Linked DNA regions of Ovis aries: region 1 is linked to region 2. A link is a contact called in public Hi-C data. All regions are on one chromosome and are shown on one strand. Each heading gives the region's core, a stretch centred on a gene start, on an enhancer-like site or on the middle of the called end of the contact. The rest is flanking DNA. Distances are from core to core; before and after follow the strand shown.

Evidence for each region. A called contact is a pair of places that touch in the nucleus more often than the background predicts.
Region 1: a contact with region 2 is called in a Hi-C map of mixed tissues, with 4 times the contacts expected there. The contact joins two enhancer-like sites. A contact is called at or near these places in 6 of 16 Hi-C or Micro-C datasets (liver, mixed tissues, omental adipose tissue and 2 more).

What each region holds. Positions count from the first base shown.
Region 1 is chr24:14,502,525-14,505,717 of ARS-UI_Ramb_v3.0, reverse strand. The region is part of intron 2 of BMERB1 (bMERB domain containing 1); the gene reads right to left. Among named protein-coding and RNA genes, the nearest start is that of MARF1, 77 kb to the left of the region's middle. Within about 2 kb of position 1,942, at least 3 of the 54 cell types and tissues checked have an H3K27ac peak or open chromatin away from gene starts, as enhancers often do.
Region 2 is chr24:14,309,632-14,313,152 of ARS-UI_Ramb_v3.0, reverse strand. No RefSeq gene overlaps it. Among named protein-coding and RNA genes, the nearest start is that of MPV17L, 9.9 kb to the left of the region's middle. Within about 2 kb of position 1,457, at least 5 of the 54 cell types and tissues checked have an H3K27ac peak or open chromatin away from gene starts, as enhancers often do.

The sequences.
Region 1 (3,193 bases), core at 693-3,192, 190 kb before region 2:
AATCATGAAGTTGAGAAATCTCGGGTTGTAACCATAGAATTGACATAGGTATCTGATGGATAAATTTTGACAGACGAGAGAAGGAGAGATGGTGAAAGGAACAAAGAGCAACAGGTAATGATAGAAGCACGGTTTCCCTGGTGGCTCAGCCATGATAAAGAACCCGCCTGCCATTGTAGGAGATGCAGATTTGATCCCTGGGTCAGGAAGATCCCCTAGAGAAGGAAAAGGCAATCTGCTCCAGTATTCCTTTTTTTTTTTAAATTGAAGAATAACTGCCTTACAGAATTTTGTTTTCTGTCAAACCTCAACATGAATCAGCCATAGGTATACATATATCTCCTCCTCTTGAACCTCCCTCCCATCTCCCTTCCCATCCCACCCTTCTAGGTTGATACAGAGCCCCTGTTTTGAGTTTCCTGAGCCATACAGCAAATTCCTGTTGGCTATCTATTTTACATATGGTAATGTAATGAAATTGAAAGATGCTTACTCCTTGGAAGGAAAGTTATGACCGACCTAGATAGCATATTAAAAAGCAGAGACATTACTTTGCCAACAAAGGTCCGTCTAGTCAAGGCTATGGTGTTTCCAGTGGTCATGTATGGATGTGAGAGTTGGACTGTGAAGAAAGCTGGGCACCGAAGAATTGATGCTTTTGAACTGTGGTGCTGGAGAAGACTCTTGAGAGTCCCTTGGACTGCAAGGAGATCCAACCAGCCCACCCTAAAGGAGATCAGTCCTGGGTGTTCATTGGAAGGACTGCTGCTGAAGCTGAAACTCCAGTACTTTGGACATTTCCTGTGAAGAGTTGACTCATTGGAAAAGACTCTGATGCTGGGAGGGATTGGGGGAAGGAGAAGGGGACGACAGAGGATGAGATGGCTGGATGGCATCACTGACTCGATGGACAAGAGTTTGAGTGGACTCCGGGAGTTGGTGATGGACAGGGAGGCCTGGCGTGCTGCAATTCATGGGGTCACAAAGAGTTGGACACAACTGAGCGACTGAACTGAACTGAACTGAGCTTCCATGTTACTCTTCCCATACATCTCACCCTTCTCTCCCCTCTCCCCATGTCCATAAGTCTATTCTCTATGTCTGTTTCTCCACTGCTGCCCTGTAAATATATTCTTCAGTACCATTTTTCTATATTCCATATATGTGTGTTAGAATACGATATTTATCTTTCTCTTTCTGATTCACTTCGCTCTGTGTAATAGGTTCTAGGTTCATTCACCTCATCAGAACTGACTCATATGCATTCCTTTTATGGCTGAGTAATATTCCATTGTGTATATGGACCACAACTTCTTTATCCATTCATCTGTTGATGGGCGTCTAGGTTGCTTCCGTGTTCTAGCTATTGTAAACAGTGCTGCAATGAACAATGGGATACAGGTGTCTTTTTTCAACCCTGATTTCCTCAGGGTATATGCCTATAAGTGGGATTGCTGAGTCATATTGTGGTTTTAGTCCTAGTTTTTAAAGGAATCTCCATACCATCTTCCATAGTGGCTGTATCAGTTTACATTCCCACCAACAAGGCAAAAGCATTCCTTCTCCACACCCTCTCCAGCATTTATTGTTTGTAGACTTTTTGATGATGGCCATTCTGACCAATGTGAGGTGATATCTCATGGTGGTTTTGATTTGCATTTCTCTAATAATGAGCGATGTTGAGCATCTTTTCATATGTTTTTTAGCCATCTGCTTCAGTATTCTTGCCTGGGAAATCCCATGGACAAAGGAACCTACAGTCCATGGGGTTGCAAAAGAGTCAGCCATGACTTAGCCATTAGCAACAACAATGTTTGAAGCAAGAGCATTGGCACCAGACATCTCTAGCTCAAAGGGGCTGAGTGCCAGAGGTTTTTCTCACTTTCCTCATCTTTGAAATACGAATTGTAATAGTACAGCTGTCCAGGATTACTATGCAGGTCAGGCACTGAGCCTGGGCCTGGGCTGTACATAGTACAATGCTCAGTAAACGCTATCTGTCACTGTTAATAGCTGTTAGAAAGAGGCAGGAGGGAAAAGAAAGAGAAAATGATGCTGGACAAGCAGTTATTTGACAAATGGAGCCCACAGCTTCAAACTTCTTAAAAAACAAACCTATTTTGATTATATTCCTCTCTATAAAAAATTTAAAATAAAATTTTTGTTGATGTTTGACAGAAAACAACAAAATTCTGTTAAGCAAGCATCCTTCAATTAAAAAATAAATAAAGTGGAAAAAGAAGAGGAGGAAAATATTTTTTTAAATAGAATTCTTATCTGGTTGCTGGGCAGATTCCTGATCACTGTAGAAATTTTGAAAAATATAAACGAGGACAAATAAGGAAACTAAACTTACACATAACCTCGATCCACACACACAGAGGCCACTGTTCCACCCTGAGTGCTGTGGTGGGCTTCACACCAGCCTTTTGCCTTCACGTAACCCAGGTCTGGGGGATTTGCACTGGGGGGTGCCCTTCACCCTTCATCCATTTCAAACCTGCACTTAGCATAGTTTTGAGTCCTCCTAAGTCTATCCAAACCCCCAACACCTTAACAAACAAGGTGAAATTCTTGGGAAGCTCTCACAGGCAGACATGCATCAGAACCCCATGAAGGAGAGGAAATGGCAACCCACTCCAGTATTCTTGCCTGAGAATCCCATGGACAGAGGAGCCTGGCAGGCCATGGTCCATAGGGTCGCAAAGAGTCAGACATGACTGAAGTGACTAAGCACGATCTCATTTCAAAGCAGAAACAGACATAGACATAGAGAACAAACGTACGGATCCCAAACAGGGAGGGGTGGGATGAACTGGAAGACTGAAATTGACATATACACTACTGATGCCACGTATGAAACAGACACCTGAGGGGGTACTTCTCTGGTGACTCAGCGGTGAAGAATCTGCCAGCCAGTGCAGGCGAGTTGGGTTCCCTATATGACAGTAGCCACTTGCACGAGTTGTCTTAACAGGGAGTCCTGGTAAGGAGTGCAGAACTAACAAGCTACCACCAACCAGAAGCATTTGGGAAAGGTCAAAGGAAAGCGGAGACACCAGTCCATGTGTCCTACCAACTTCCCAGAATCCTCCTCTCTGGAATCCAACTTGGGTGAACAATGCGTGCACCACCAACAAGGACCCCAAGTCAGTTTCAGAGACAACCCAGAAGCTAACTCCATCACCATAAA
Region 2 (3,521 bases), core at 208-2,707:
CTAAGAATTGATGCTTTTGAACTGTGGTGTTGGAGAAGACTCTTGAGAGTCCCCTGGACTGCAAGGAGATCCAGCCAGTCCATTCTAAAGGAAATCAATCCTGAATATTCATTGGAAGGGTGGATGCTGAAGCTGAAGCTCCAATACTTTGGCCACCTCATGCGAAGAACTGACTCATTTGAAAAGACCCTGATGCTGGGAAAGACTGAAGGCAGGAGGAGAATAGAGGATGAGATGGTTGGATGACATCACCAACTCAATGGACACGAGTTTGAGTAAACTCCAGGAGTTGGTGATGGACAGGGAGGCCTAGTGTGCTGCAGCCCGTAGGGTTGCAAAGAGTCGGACACGACTGAGTGACTGAACTGAACGCTGTTGTTGTTGTTGTTCAGGTGCTCAGTCGTGTCTAACTCTTTTGCATCCCCATGGATGGCAGCCTGCCAGGCTCCTCTGTCCATCGACTTCTCCACACAAGAATACTAGAGTGGGTTGCCATTTCCTTCTCCAGGGAATCATCCTGACCCAGGAATCGAACCCATGTCTCCTGCATTGGCAGGGGGATTCTTTACCACTGAGCCACCAGGGAAGCTGGTGGCTTAGTTTGGGCTGGAAGTAAAACAAAGTGCTAAGGTGAGAGTTGTATCCATCCCTTGCTCTTGTTGAGAAGTTTGGAATAGTTTCCACTTTCCATCCTGCCCTCAAGAGAATATGAAAATGGGGCCATGGATTTCTTAATAGGGATGGTGGACATCAGAGAGTTCACCTGAGACTTGGTACTTTGTGCTATCTGAAAGAAATATTTGAAATAGAGGGTTTCTCTGGCACAGGAACTGTTTTCACCAGCTTTGTTTTCAGTGACTATTCTGCCCACATTGGTGTGGAATAATAGGGCAGCCAATTAAATTTATATCATTAATTTTTCATTTTTAAGCTTTGGAGAAAGAAATACCTTTTTAGTTCTCCTAAAATATGTCAAGAAGAGATTTTTAAAAATCTGAAATTATGAAAAATCTAACACTAGAGGCAGCTTTAATGATAGTGCATATTCAAATATGCAATTAAGAATTTCCATATAAAAGGTAGAAATCATTTCAGAGAGTTCTCTTCTCCAATTATGCTTTTTTTGAACCTCTGAAACTTCAATTACTTTCAAAAAAAGGTATGACTCTACTAATATGTGAAAGAAATAATTAATTGGTGGAATAATGGTTTAAAGATGATGTTAGTGTTCTGAATGATCCAATCAGGAGAGAGAAACCACACTGTAATTAGAACAGGGCAAGTTTGATACAGTCGATTTTTATTACTCGAATTAGTTATAGTCTATAAAGTTGCTATAAGCACTAAACCAGTGAATGCTAACCCTTCCTCCTAGAGGAATTACAGGGTTAGGTTCCTTTCAGCCTCTGGTCACATTTCATCAATTGATCAATACAAAGCCTTGCTTTGTATTGCTTTGTGTTTCTGCTGAAACACAAAGGACACTTTATTGAATATGCATTGTGGATGTGTTAACACTGAACTCTCAACCCAACAGCTTTATAACTCCTGCCTGAACAAAACTAGGTATTCTCTACAGAGGGCACATCACGGCCTTTTTGCATTTAGCAATACTAGACAGCACTGTAGAAGTAAGCTCAGCCATTTAAAACCGTGAAATTCCTAACAAAAAGCATAAAAATGCAGGAATCACTGTGAAAAGGACACTTGCAGTAGGAGAGACGACAAAAAGGTCAAGCATCGCCTTGTTTGACTGTAGCTGGGAACATGCAAGTTAGAAGATTCAAAGCTTTTGCTTCTCTGAGCACGTGCATGTCTTCAAATGATAGCAAAAGCATTAAGAGTATTGGTTGTGGGGCTTCCAAACAAATTTTAGCAAGTAGGTGAATTTGCAAATATAGAATCACCAAATAATGACTATCGACTGTATAAAGAATTGTTAATGGTAAATTCAAATGATGAGGGATTGAATACAAGAGAACCCTAAAGAATACAGAAATAGCAGATATAAGGACCAGCCACTACTCCTAGGGCTGAGATAAAACACCCAAGAAGAACCCTCCCTACCCTTTAGGGCTGAAATCCTGATCTTATTGGGAGGGCACATGGCAGATAAGTCAGCTGCTCTAAGGACCTGCCAGCCAGTGGAATTTGCTGGAGATCTGCCTTCTAGGGTAAACTGTTGTGGGACCTCACTGGAGGTTTGTTGTTTAGCTGCTTTGTCTGAATCTTTGCAACCCCATGGACTGTAGACTGCCAGGTTCCTCTGTCCACGGAATTTTCCAGGCGAGAATATTGGAGTGGGTTGCCATTTCCCTTCTCCAGAGGATCTTCCTGACCCAGGGATGGAACCCATGTCTCCTGCATTGCAGGCAGATTCTTTACTATTGAGCCACTAGGAAAACCACCAGAGTGAGCACCAGGGTGTGATACAGTGATTTTCTTGCTACTGCTAATTCACTTCAGTCGTGTCCGACTCTGTGCCGACCCCATAGACGGCAGCCTGTCAGGCTCCTCCATCCCTGGGATTCTCCAGGTAAGAACTCTGGAGTGGGCTGAGCATTAAAAAAAGTTATTTATGTAATTTGGCTGTGCAGCATATGGGATCTTAGTTCCCCAACCAGAGATTAAACCCCACCCCCTTCATTGGATGAGTGGCGTCTTAATCACAGACCTCCAGGGAAGTCCCAATGATATAGTGATTTATAATAAGAAATATTTATTTGCTCTGTGTCCCATTTCTGGCACAGAGCTCCTAAAATGCTTGGATTTTCTGAGCGATAAGAGCAATGGGAGCATCACTTTGTTATAATATTTGGTCTACAGTTTTGTACTCTGCCTGAAATAGCTTCCGAGTCCTCAAACTGAAAGGAGGAGTGTCTAGTTATTTGCAACAAGTTTAAGTGTTAGTCGCTCAGTTGTGCCTGACTCTTTGCAACCCTATGGACTACAGCCCACCAGGCTCCTCTGTCCATGAGATTTTCCAGGCAAGGATACTGGCATGGGTTGCCATTTCCTTGCAACAAGCCCCTTTCAACTACAACTGAGTTTATGTTAATGAGGCAACTTTTGGGCTGCCTTTAAGGCCAGACTTGTTACCAGGGGAAACCAACTGCGACATCAGAGGGTTGGGACTTTTAGTCCTGCTCCCACCTCCAGGGAGGGGGGCTGAGGACTGGAGATTGAAGCAATCACCAGTGATTTAATCACCTGTGCCTTTGTAATGATGCTTCCATAAACCCCCGAGAGGATGGGATTCAGAGAGCTTTTGGGTTGGTGGACATGTGGCCATCTAGGGAAGAGGGTCTCCCCTCCCAGGGCATGGAAGCTTCAAGCTCCATCCCACATACCCTGCCCTATGAACCTTTTCCATCTGGCTATTCCTGAGCTATGACAAACCTAGATGGCATATTAGAAAGCAGAGACATTACTTTGCCGACCAAGGTCCATCTACTCAAAGCTATGGTTTTTCCAGTAGTCATGTATGGATGTGAGAGTTGGACCATAAAGAAAGCTGAGCA